Regions from separate parts of the Mus musculus genome. Here region 1 is linked to region 2. Evidence: chromatin contacts called from public Hi-C data. All regions are on one chromosome and are shown on one strand. Each heading gives the region's core, a stretch centred on a gene start, on an enhancer-like site or on the middle of the called end of the contact. The rest is flanking DNA. Distances are from core to core; before and after follow the strand shown. Region 1 holds the start of Rgs9 (regulator of G-protein signaling 9). Region 2 overlaps Rgs9 (regulator of G-protein signaling 9).

Region 1 (5,858 bases), core at 3,029-5,528, 34 kb before region 2:
AGTGAGGTGCCTGCTGGCCCCACGTGGTTCCTCAGTGGAATATTAGGTATTGATAAGTCTTCAGAAGGTGTTGTTTGTCCAATTGAGTGAGGGAGAAATACTCTCCATCTAAGAGGATCCCCCAAGTTCCTGTTTTATTTTTACATTTGCAAATGTAATAGATACTTGTGACAACTTCCAACACGACAGAATCCTATGAATGCAAATGAGAACAGTGTGGGCTGAGGCCCATTGAGTCAGGTGAACCCAACTCCATTTATGTCTAAGGCAGGGAGTTATCAGTTGTCACAGGAGTGGGTGCTGCGGAGCTCATTAAAGTGTTCGAAGGCATGCGATGGACTCCAAGACACCTCTAGTCATCGATGGCACCAGAGACGTTTCTCTCCTCTTCTGCTGCTGTCCGCAGTCATTTGGGCTGCTCTGCCAGATTCTGCTCTTGGAGGCTGACCCTAAGATTCACCTCAGCCAGGCTGAGCTGCCCTCTTTATTGCAGACTAGAAGAGTGGCCATCCACAGTAGGAGACTGATGGCAGGACGAGAGATTTCTGGTGTTTATTCTCCAAGAGTTCTGTCCTGGAGACAGTCAAATCTCTCTGAGAAGACTATCTTCTACATAGAGAACCAGCTCTCCTTCCTTTGGGCTTTGGTAATGGGAATGACTTTCCAGTATTTGTCTCTCTCCAGACTTTCCCACGCCTTCTGGTGACTCCTTTTTTTTTTTTTTTTTTTTTTTTTTTTTGGTTTTTCAAGACAGGGTTTCTCTGTAAAACCCTGGCTGTCCTGGAACTCACTTTGTAGACCAGGCTGGCCTCGAACTCAGAAATCCTCCTGCCTCTGCCTCCTGAGTGCTGGGATTAAAGGCATGTGCCACCACACCCGGTTTTCTGGTGACTCCTTTAACACTGGCCAATTTCTAAGAAATTACTTCATGGAACTTCCTGCTTCAAAGCAGTCAGATAGATTCACCATGAGGAAATGAACCCCTTATGGTCCCTCCTCCCCTCCCACACTGTAAAAGAAGCCCAAAGGTGAGAGACATGCCTTTTAAACTCTGTACCCCCAGTCCTTGGTACAGTGGGCTGAACTACGGAAGCTACGACATTCTATCAAGATGATTATTGACTTAGGTATCGAAGGACATTGCAGCTTGTGTGGATGGCACACCATCATACGTAGAATAGATTTTGTTCTTTGAGGACAAGATCCATGGCACTGTAAATTGCGTTGCATAATATTTAGGGCTGTGATCTAAGTTTAGGCTCTGAATCACACTCTTATAAGGATGACAAGAACACAGGATACCCGTGATGAAGAGGACAATGACAGAATCATTGTAACGGAGTCATAGAACGATTAGCTATTAGCACTATGCTCCTCTGACTTGTTGGATTTGAGGGTCAGTCTCTTTGTTGAGGTATTGTTTACAAACAGCAATGGACTCTAATTTGAGCAACATAATTGAGTGTTAATAGATGAATTCGCCAGTGTAACCACCAATGCCTATTAAGGTGGTCACCTTTACAAAGATTAGTTTGTATGTATAAATGTATGCATGTAAGTGTGTTTGTGTGAGTGCACGCCTGTGCGTGGGAAGGCTGGACACACATGTTCATATGTGTGGGTGTTGTGGTCTTGGGTGTCCTGCCTTACAAGCCAGCTACTTGTTATTTAAGATATGGTCTCTCATTGGTCTGGAGCTCGCTGCATAGGCTGGGCTTGCTGGTTAGGTATCTCTAGGGATCTGACTGTCTTCTTCCAGTACTGGAGTTACAAGTGTACTTAATGCTCCGTTTTTCTTAGAAAAAAAAAAAGTGGGTCTCTGGGGATTGAACTCAGGTCCTCAGGGCTGCACAACAGGTACTTTACCCACAGTGCTCCCCTCAGTATTGAACATTTATATTTCTTGGCATTTCCCCTTCTGCCCATTCCCATTCCATCACAGACCCAGCCCTTCCAAACTGCATCAGTATTATGATCTGGTGTCCAGTGAGCTCCCTGTCACCATCCTCCAATCCTGCTGACTCCTGCTTCTCTATCCTCTCTCACTTGCTTGAACCCCCTTTCCCTTCGAGACCCCATAATGCCCCCTCATCACAGTTGCCATCCACTCAGACAAAAGGCCTTCCCAAAGCACTGTGTTGTGCCGTCTGGTTTTCGACATATCTGAATTGTGTTTTGCACTGGTTTTATGCAATTATTCTTTCCTTCCATGAAACTGTAAGTTCCTTGAGACAGAGATGATGGGAATCACAGCCTGTTTTGAATGCCAGGCCTTTCGGCACAAAGCCCAGCACACAATATAATTGTTGTTTAAATAGGTTAACGGCATCAATTTCTTTTCCAGGCTGCTACCTAAACCTTTTATATCAAATTACATATTGGAGCATTTTGGAAGGAACAGAGACTTAGCTCTGCGGGAGAGCCCCAGAGACACTCTTGCCCTTGGGAAGGCCCTGGCCCAGCTTGCCTCAAGGGGCTCTCACCTGCCTCACAGCTCCTGTTGGTTTCTGCCTGTACTGTTTGCTGGCTTCTCTATGTTTTCTGGCTTCCTCCACTCATCTTTCATTTCTGCTTCCCCCCTGAATTCAGCTCGCAATTCACCTCAGATTCCTCTTGTCTCCATGTCCCATCTCTCTGGCTCTGGTTGACATCTGCAAAGGTAATATAATAAATACTCTAAGAAGCGTAACCTAAGCTTTGTGGAACCACATCGCAGGCTGAGGACCAGCCTCTGGTACACCCACCAAGCATCTCTGGTCCAATAGGCTAAGAGAAAATCCTCCAAAATATGACTGCTTCACAGGGAAGCTTGAAAGAAGAGATGACAGTGAGCAGCATGCTCTCTACGACGGCTCCTATTCTAGAGCTGAGCACAATTCCTTACATTTTCGATTTTCCTCATTGCTGAATGACTTAAGCTCCCAATCCACCCCCTTAGGAAATCACCTCTATTTTCCTTACTCAGAATTTATAGAACTAAGAAATGCTGGCTTTATTTGCTTATGTGTATTCCGTGTAACACTAAACCCAGAAGTTGTTCCATGAGGAAACGTCAAGACATTGCAGCTTTTTCCTGGGATCCCAGCTCACATAAGGAACACGCTTCTCAGAGGTCTGGTATGATTGGCAGAAACCCCGGTCCTCTGCATCAACCCATCCCTGGAGAGCTCACATCCTTTTCACTGAAGTTTGTGATGTGGGGGCTTCTGCATGGGGCCCAGGGGAAACGAGCACTTTGACATTGTTTGCAAACTGGAGTCAGTGTTATGTGAACATGTGTGTGAGCATGCTTTCTGAGAGTGTCCACAGCGTTCAACGGATTCTTACAAATAAATGTGCCTGAAAGGAAAAAAAAATAGTGGATAAGGGCTTAGATGCTAAAGGTATACCAGTTGACTGAGCACCACTAAGGCGAATCCCTTTGTTCTTTTTCAACTTAAACATGCGAGATGCGACATTGTATATCTATCCTGCTTGTGTAGACTAAGTGGAGGCTTCATCCTTTTTTTTTTTTTCTGGATATATGCCAATATAGGCTCATCAATTGGTGACACATACCAATCTCCCCAGACAGGTTGACCCTGGAGGGGGGTTATGAATGTGTGGAGCAGGTGGCCACTCTGGAGGCATCTATTCTGTCCCATCTGCCCAATTTTTAGGTCAGTTTAAAAGTTCCTTTAAGAGTCTATTAAAGACAAACAAATACAAGTATCGGGAATTAGAAGTAAAATATAATTTGCCTAAGGGCACACAGTTAGCTAAAGAGTGTCTATGGGCTTCTTCACTTCTTCCTCTCTTGAAACCAACATCTTACTAGTTAGTCTATTTGTTAGGCCAATTAATAAAAGTCTACATCTGGTATTTTTTTTTATCTTAAATATCTATCTAGGAACAATCACAGCGTTGCTCACTTATCTATTAGAAGCTTCATGGACACTTCTATTGGATACCATGAAACTGTTTAAAATTTTCTCTTCTCTTATAAAGAAATTCTTAGCGCTGACTTACCCAAAGATGTCCAACTCTCCTGCAAGCTGGCGTCGGAAAGCTCCTTTCCCACTGTGCTCTGTCTCACTTCTGTATATAAAGAGATTAACAGGCTCACACACCTTGGGGCAGATGCTCTAGCTTCAGCATCCCTGATCTGGCCTTCCTACCTGAGGTTTGGTCCAGGTGGAGCCGGACGCCGCCCCCTGGTGGCAGGTGGGAGCCCGCGCAGTGCATGCTAATGAGCGCGCGGCGCTGCTCGCTGATTGGTTGGCGCGAATTCCAGCTGCTTTGCATGTCGGCGGGTGCGAGGGAGAGTCGAGGGGTGGAGGGCGGTATTCTGGGCCCTGCGCGCTCCGCTCTCTGTGCCTCCCGGTCTACGCCCAGGCTGGGGCAGACCAGGCTGGCTTGTGAACTTGGGGGTTTCCCCTTTCGCTCCCATTCGTGTTGTGGTCGTGAATTCATCCAGGGTCCAGAATGACGATCCGACACCAAGGCCAGCAGTACAGGCCGAGGATGGCATTTCTCCAAAAGGTACCCTGGGAATCCCCATCTGGACCCTGGCAAGTGGGCGGGGACCCAGTATGTGGAGTGTCCAAGGGAAGATTGGGCAGGGGCAGAGGGCGTCCATCTAGGTCGATCCGCGCTGCCCAATTTTACTAAATGACTTCTATGTGGCTCTATGTGTTGTATTTAAAAACCATAATGATTGGGTTTTCGCGTAAACTGTAGTGGAGAATTCGAAGGCAGCCGTGATGGTCTGCTGCAGGCCAAAAACAACCTGTTACTCAGGAGAGTGCTTGAAGCTGCGCGGTGATTTGAGACAGCCTATATTGTTACAAGGAATCGGCTATTAAATGAACATTTCCCCCAATACTAAACAGCAGGATTTTTAAGTGTGTGTATGCCTGTGTGTATAAAAAGACCAGGAAAATGTGATTTGTGGGATCAAGAGCCTCCCCTGATCCCAGGATGGCAATCTGTGTGTTTTCTGTATAGTTAGAACCGTTTCTTGTCGATGGCTAATGGCCAGAACAGGGTGTCCGTTCCCGATGGACATGTGGGAGGTGGAATGTACCTATGGGGTGACGTGTTTGGGGACAAAGTGGTTCATTTAGTTCTGGGCTTTTAAGTTAGACAGTGTGGGAAGAGACACTCACAGGATTAAGTCCCAGGTCACTTGTCTGCCCTACCTCTGGCTCATGCCACTTTTCATAGGATTATCCTGTTGAGGGAATTAGCCCGATGGATGTTCTGTGACAAGCTGGGCCCTCCCTGCCTTGAGCCTCTGGAGCTTAGCAACTGGGTGCAGTTGGTGACTAAGTATCCTAATCTACAAGATGTTAAAAGCTGGACAGACCTGGGCACACCAGGACATTCGGCACACCTGGTCATCTCCCCGAGAAGCCAGATAGAAGAGATGTAAGGGCCATGCCGTAAACAGAAGGGAACACTGTCTCACTCAGGAGAGTAGACAGTGCAGCTCCCAGCTCCTGAAAGGACAAGAGGCTGCCCAAGTCTGGTGGTCCAAAGTCGAACGTCATTTTCAGATCGTGTCTAGGCTGGTCTTCTCCTGCCGTGCAGGACGGCCCTGGCTTGGAGCTTAGAGCACCTATCTGTAGCACTCGTGTGTTTATCACTCCCATGCATCCTTTCCCTTGGCCTTCTGAGTGGTGTCTTGCTCTCCAGCATCCTCCCCCCACACCCCCGGCATGCTGTACCTCCACACAATCTTCCTCAGCTCCTCCTCAGACCCTCTCACTTCCTCCCCAGCCTGTCCTCTGATTCTCTCCATCCTAACCTTCCCCCCTCACCTCCACCCCAGCCTCCCCTTCTACACCCTGTCCAGTCCCATCTAGCCCATCTCCCCT
Region 2 (5,414 bases), core at 2,324-4,823:
CTCCAAGAGACAGGTTGGCCACAATGGATGTAACCTGTCCCAGCTTGGTATTAGGAAATGGCAGTCTCATTTCCCAGCATTCCACTAGAGTTATCTCAGCTGCCTCAGTTTCCCTCTTGGGTTATAGAAAGTGCGAGAGGTTGACAGAGACTCCGGAAAGTGAAGCATCAAATGTTCTTATCAAAACAAATGTTCTTTCTCCTCCTCTTTTATTGACCTTGCCTCGCAATGACCAGACATGCTCAGAACAGGAAGTGAATGGAGTCAGGAATGGTGTTAAAGCCTGGCCACTCTCCCTTTCAGAGTCTGGCTGGCTTGCCCATCTTTGTCTGTCTCCAACAGATTGTTCTTAAGGTGTAGCCACCATGGTGCACGATTTGAATGTTGTCTTGCTGAAGCGAATGTTCTGGGCTTGATTCCTCAGTAGCTTGCTTGGTTGATCTTAGCTTCAGGGGTCGTCTTCAAGAAAAAAACTGATTTTTAGCTTCCCGACCCAGATTCCTGGGGGTTGACTGTGGAAGACTGAGCCCGGAGTCCTAGAGCATCCGGGCCTCCACAGTGGATGTTTGGAGAGAGAGCTTGTTTTGTGACTTCTCTGTGTTTTAGATGCAGCTTGTCGAGGTTGAGAGGAAATGGTAGGTTCACACTTACCTTCTGAGCTGGCCCCTGTACTTCATGGCTCTAAAGTGAGCCATTTTCCATCCTTCCTGAGTGGAGAATGGCTTTCCCACTGTGCAAGCAGCGAGTCCATGGTAGGAGTCCACGTGGCTGCCGTCCTCACAGAGTGAGTGCCAGACGGGCTGCTCAGTGAGCCACGTAGGACTCCCCCACTCCCCCGCCCTGGACATGAGTAACGGACCACCCAGAATTCTCCTTAGTTTTCCTGGTGTACGTTCTTAGCTTCTGTCGGGAGAAGTGAACAAGTGGCTCTTCACAGCCGGATAGATGAGTTCATATGATGCGGAGTCTACACGGCCACCTTTCCCTGTCTCCTCCTCTCATTTTTAGTAACGTGATACCAGCTCACCTCTATCACCTTCACTTTTCATGTTTTGGCTACTAATACCACGATTACCATCACCACCACCACCACCATCAGCATCAGCATCACCACTACCTCCACCATCACCACCACCATCATCACCACTGCCACCACCACCCTTGACACCAACATGCCTGACCTGGGTTGAAAACTCACACCTCGCTAAGCCTCCTGTTCCCATCCTTTTATCCACCCTTTGGAAAGCGGCATTGTTCCATTTTATTAACAAACCCACTGGAACCCTGGGATGTTGTAAGTTGCCCAGCTACACATCTCACATGTGCTAGGGCATCTGAACCCACACCCTTAATTAACTATGCAGCCCTCTCTCTTAGTCCCTATGCTTTCTTTGTCTCCTGTGACAGTGTCACCCGACGTCCTCATGTAGTTTAGTTTGCGTGTAACCTGAGTCACCCATGCTCCATACACAAACATTTGTGTTTGAACAAGCCTGACTACTCTGATAGTATAGGGGGCGGGGACTAGTTTAGAGAGAAGCTTTGATACGCTTGGGGCAGTCTTAAAATGCAGAGAACACATGAAACCCAGGTAGCATCAGGAATGAGGTAGGGCTGTATTGGGGGGCTGCTGTCACCGATTCTTCTTGGATAATCTTCATCTCTCACTGGCCAGCACAGGGAAGATGGTGTTCTATCTAAGGAACATCTCTGCCTGGAACAGAGCAATCTGTCTGACAAGCTTAGGGAGCCCTGGAGCCCACAGACTGCCAGACTGTCTCCAGGAGACCCAAACAAACCTCAACGCAGTGGGAAAAGAGCCAGCCGTAGCAAGCCAAGCATTTGGCTCGGTGGATGCTGAGCAGGAGCTCTGTAGACCCACCGCAGCCACCTGTTAGAGTGTGACGTGGTCACAGTTACCAGATGATCTGTTAACTTGCTCATTTGTCATGTGTGTGTACACATGAGTGTGTGTGTGTGTCTCCATGCATGTGTGTGTATGTAGGTGCATGTGCGTATGTATGTGTGTATGCACATTTATGTATGCGTGCATATGAGTGTGTATGCTTATGCATGTATATGGTATATATGTGTGTTTGTGTATGCATGTGTATGTATATGTGTGTGTGCATGCATGCATTTGTATATGTATGTGTATGTGTGTGCACTGTGTATGTGTGCGTGCATGTGTATGTGCATGTGTGTATGCATATATATGTGTATATATGTGTGTGCATGCATGTGTGTATGTGTGTTGTATGTATGCATGCTTGCTGTTTGCAGAGGCACACATGTGTCTGTATGCATGTAGAGACCTAAGGTTGATGTCAGAAAGCATCCTCTCTTCTTCTCACCCTGTTCTTTGAGGCGTTTCCTCAAAGTCAAATGCAGAGCTCACTGATGAGCCTAGTCTCTCTATCCAGCTTGCTCTGGTGACCACCTCACTGTCCTCCAAGCCTGGAATTACAGGCCAGCTGTTCCAACCCATCCATCATTCGTGTCATTCTAGAGATCTGAACTCTAGACCTCAGGCCTGTACAGCAAGAGCTTTAACCACTGAGGCTGCTCATCTGTCTCGTTCTTATTGGCGAAATCCTTATTGAGCCACGACTGGCAGGAAAAGAGTGTTGGGCACATGATGCCAGATAGACAACATTGAGTTTGTACTGTGTGTGCACCTGCAGAGACAGGACACCTGTCTGATGCTGTATCCAGAAAAGCATCATCAGGAGAAGGTGTTCAGGCATGGGTAGTAGTTGGTCAGTCATCGAGTTTGACCCAAATGGATCAAAATACAGATCTATGTGTGATACAAACAATATAAATGAACAAGGGAGAAATGGCTTCCTTCTATAGCTAAGGATGACCTTGAACGCCCAATCTCTTATCTTTATTTCCATACCCAATTTGTATGTTGCTGGGGCTGGAACCCAGGGCTTCATCTATGCCAGGAAAGCACTCTACCAACTGAGCTACACCCACACTGAGACAAGATTCCTGGAGCAAAACATTTCGATGTTTCCCGTAACTTCACTGAGCCACCTGGGCAACACCAGTGACTTGGTGTCTTCTGAGGACACAGTCCATCACCCAGGCCTGGTTTTCTGGGGAAAAGGCATTTTCTGGCCGTGTATCCTAAGGTCATGTGAATGAACACTAAGCAGTCTTCATTACAGCTACAAAACAAAACATCAACAAAGAAGGTATCTGCTCTCTACTTCCTGCTGAGCTTGTGCTCAATGCCCTGCAGTGGAGAATGGCAACCTAGCTTATATCTGATTCCATAGGCCATTGTGAATCTATTAAAACGATATGGTCAAAGACCATTCATTAACCTAGAAAATAGTCTGAAATGTAGTGTTGTGTCACAAAACAGTATGAGACCCTCAACAGATGCTGGTGGTAATTAAACAAAATCAACGTAACTTTTGGATGTTTATTTTATGGTAGATGATCTTGGGGCAATGGGGATAGACAGCCTTATGAGCCAGGACAGACACGGTTCATGGTCTCAAGGAACTTACTATAGGATTGTGGAGGAAGCGATGACTAAACGATTATGCAAATGAGCGAGTGACATACAGAATGCCACACAGTCTTGTAGAAGAAAGGCGTCTTGCATCAGACCAGGCGCCAGGAGCCACCTCCCCAACAAAGCTGACACTCACATCAAGCTGTGCTTGGAACAGACTTTAAACTCTTCAACCTAAAATTGTCTCCTCGGTTCAGCCTCATTTTTCCTCCTCCCTTTCCTCATTGTATTATGTTTATAAAACAATGTACTGTTTTGTTTATCCTCTCAGACCCATGAGCCAAAGAGTCTGACGCTTTAGGGAACAGAGTGGTGACCAGGAAGGGGATTAGAGAGTGAACTCTGTGACTGGTAGAGGGCTGGTGCCACCCTGGCATGCTGGTTCCTGCTGACGTCACTATCAGATTATCAGGCATTTAGCAAATTGCCTTTTTTGCTATGCCTAAGGGATGTGATAGAGACGTCATACCCTGGTGCTCACAGTTCCTCAAGCTGAAGGAGGGAAGCTCATAGTTTGCACATCTCTGAGAGGCTTTCGGTGTGGAGACACCGGGATAGAAGGCATCTGCTAGTGGCACCTCACTTGATTACCTTTATTGATTGTGCATTGATGATCGGCTCTGGGTAATCTTCAATGAAGTACTCACTTGTGGGCCAGTAGCCCTGGCAGTTATTACAGTAGGGTAAAGATTATACTAATTGTCTGATAGATGAATGGATGGATAAATGAATGAATGAACGAACCTGGGAGTTTCTCATACTTGTAACCGTCTGGGGGACTATGGACAGGACAGTGGTTGGGATTACAGCTTCTTCAACTGGGAATTAAAAAGCTGCTACCCCCAGAGAGGTCAAGATGAAGGCACAGGCAGAGGAGGGTGTAGGGCTGGCTGTCCCCTACAGCTGCTGAGGAAATCCTCACAGGTGGTGTGGTGGTAGTGAGCTCTAACTAGAGAGACAGTAAAACAATAAGGCTCAGAGGTTGACAGAGAGCCTGGTAGCAGAGGTTGCCTTGGAACTGGTTTCAACTGTGCACATAATACAACTGAGCCCCAGGCCATCTTATTTCTGTAGTCTGTGGGGCCAGGTCAAAGGAATAGCTAAATAGCCAAACTCAAGCCTGGAGCAGGCGACCCCACGGAGTTGCTCAGGCAGCTAGGGCCTGTGAAGGGAGCCTGGGAGGGGGGGAGGGGGGCACAGGGGGTGTTGGGGCTGGGGGTGGGTGGGTTCTGAGTGTGCGGTGAGTATGTATGAGTATGTTTAGATGTGCGTGAGTGTGTGAGTGTGTATGTGTATATGAGTAGGCATGCGTAAGTTGAGAGGGTGTGTAGGTGTACTAGACAACACAACGTGAACGTCTGCATGTATGTGAAGTTCACCCTCAGCTCTGCTGGTGGGTTTTACTCTGTAGCAGACATGGGGGAAGTGCCTGGAGCCCATTTTAGGTGAAAGCATTAGTCTGGTGGCCACATCCTTCGCTTCTCTTTCATATGGGGTTTAGGTCGCCTTGAGGGCTGTCTGGGACTGCTACACTTCATCACAGTCATCATGACACTTATCTTGTTGAGACTACTAAGGGATTTCTACCCTCCCCAAGACTGGAAGTGACTCCCTGTGTCTTCTGGGGATGCCCCCCAAAGCAGGAGTCTCATGTTATAGTCAACTAGTCTCTCAAGACATAGCACGGTGTCTGGTATATGTATAGTACTGATCGAGGTCACAGGTTAGGGTGAGGGTGGGCGCTCCCTCTCCTCATCTTCCTCTCATGCATTTCCTGGTTTGGTTTTCATCTCTTCCTCTTGTGGTTAGTAGGCCCAGCATTTGCATCTGTGGTAGCCTGCTGAGCTAGGATATCATATTTAGCAAGCTGGATACAAGGCAT

What was found. Hi-C and Micro-C count contacts between places; a contact is called where the count stands out from the background.
Region 1: a contact with region 2 is called in a Hi-C map of neural stem cells, with 3 times the contacts expected there. The contact joins the promoter of Rgs9 here to the enhancer-like site in region 2. A contact is called at or near these places in 13 of 39 promoter capture datasets (the 3T3-L1 cell line, 3T3-L1-derived adipocytes, cranial neural crest and 9 more), 17 of 484 Hi-C or Micro-C datasets (the G1E-ER4 cell line, LSK cells, Th17 cells and 12 more), 2 of 115 datasets of contacts at active chromatin or transcription factors (embryonic stem cells and neural progenitor cells) and 5 of 9 other capture datasets (adipose tissue, embryonic tail, embryonic trunk and 2 more).

Annotation. Positions count from the first base shown.
Region 1 is chr11:109,296,601-109,302,458 of GRCm38.p6, reverse strand. Rgs9 (regulator of G-protein signaling 9) reads left to right here and starts at 4,278. Exons shown (of 19, transcript NM_011268.2): 1 at 4,278-4,521. The coding sequence starts at 4,465. Gm39441 (a long non-coding RNA gene) reads right to left here and starts at 4,229. Exons shown (of 3, transcript XR_880277.3): 1 at 4,009-4,229.
Region 2 is chr11:109,262,775-109,268,188 of GRCm38.p6, reverse strand. All of the region lies in intron 8 of Rgs9 (regulator of G-protein signaling 9), which reads left to right. Among named protein-coding and RNA genes, the nearest start is that of Rgs9, 33 kb to the left of the region's middle. Within about 2 kb of position 3,573, at least 11 of the 459 cell types and tissues checked have an H3K27ac peak or open chromatin away from gene starts, as enhancers often do. A contact at or near this core is called in neural stem cells, where this site is marked.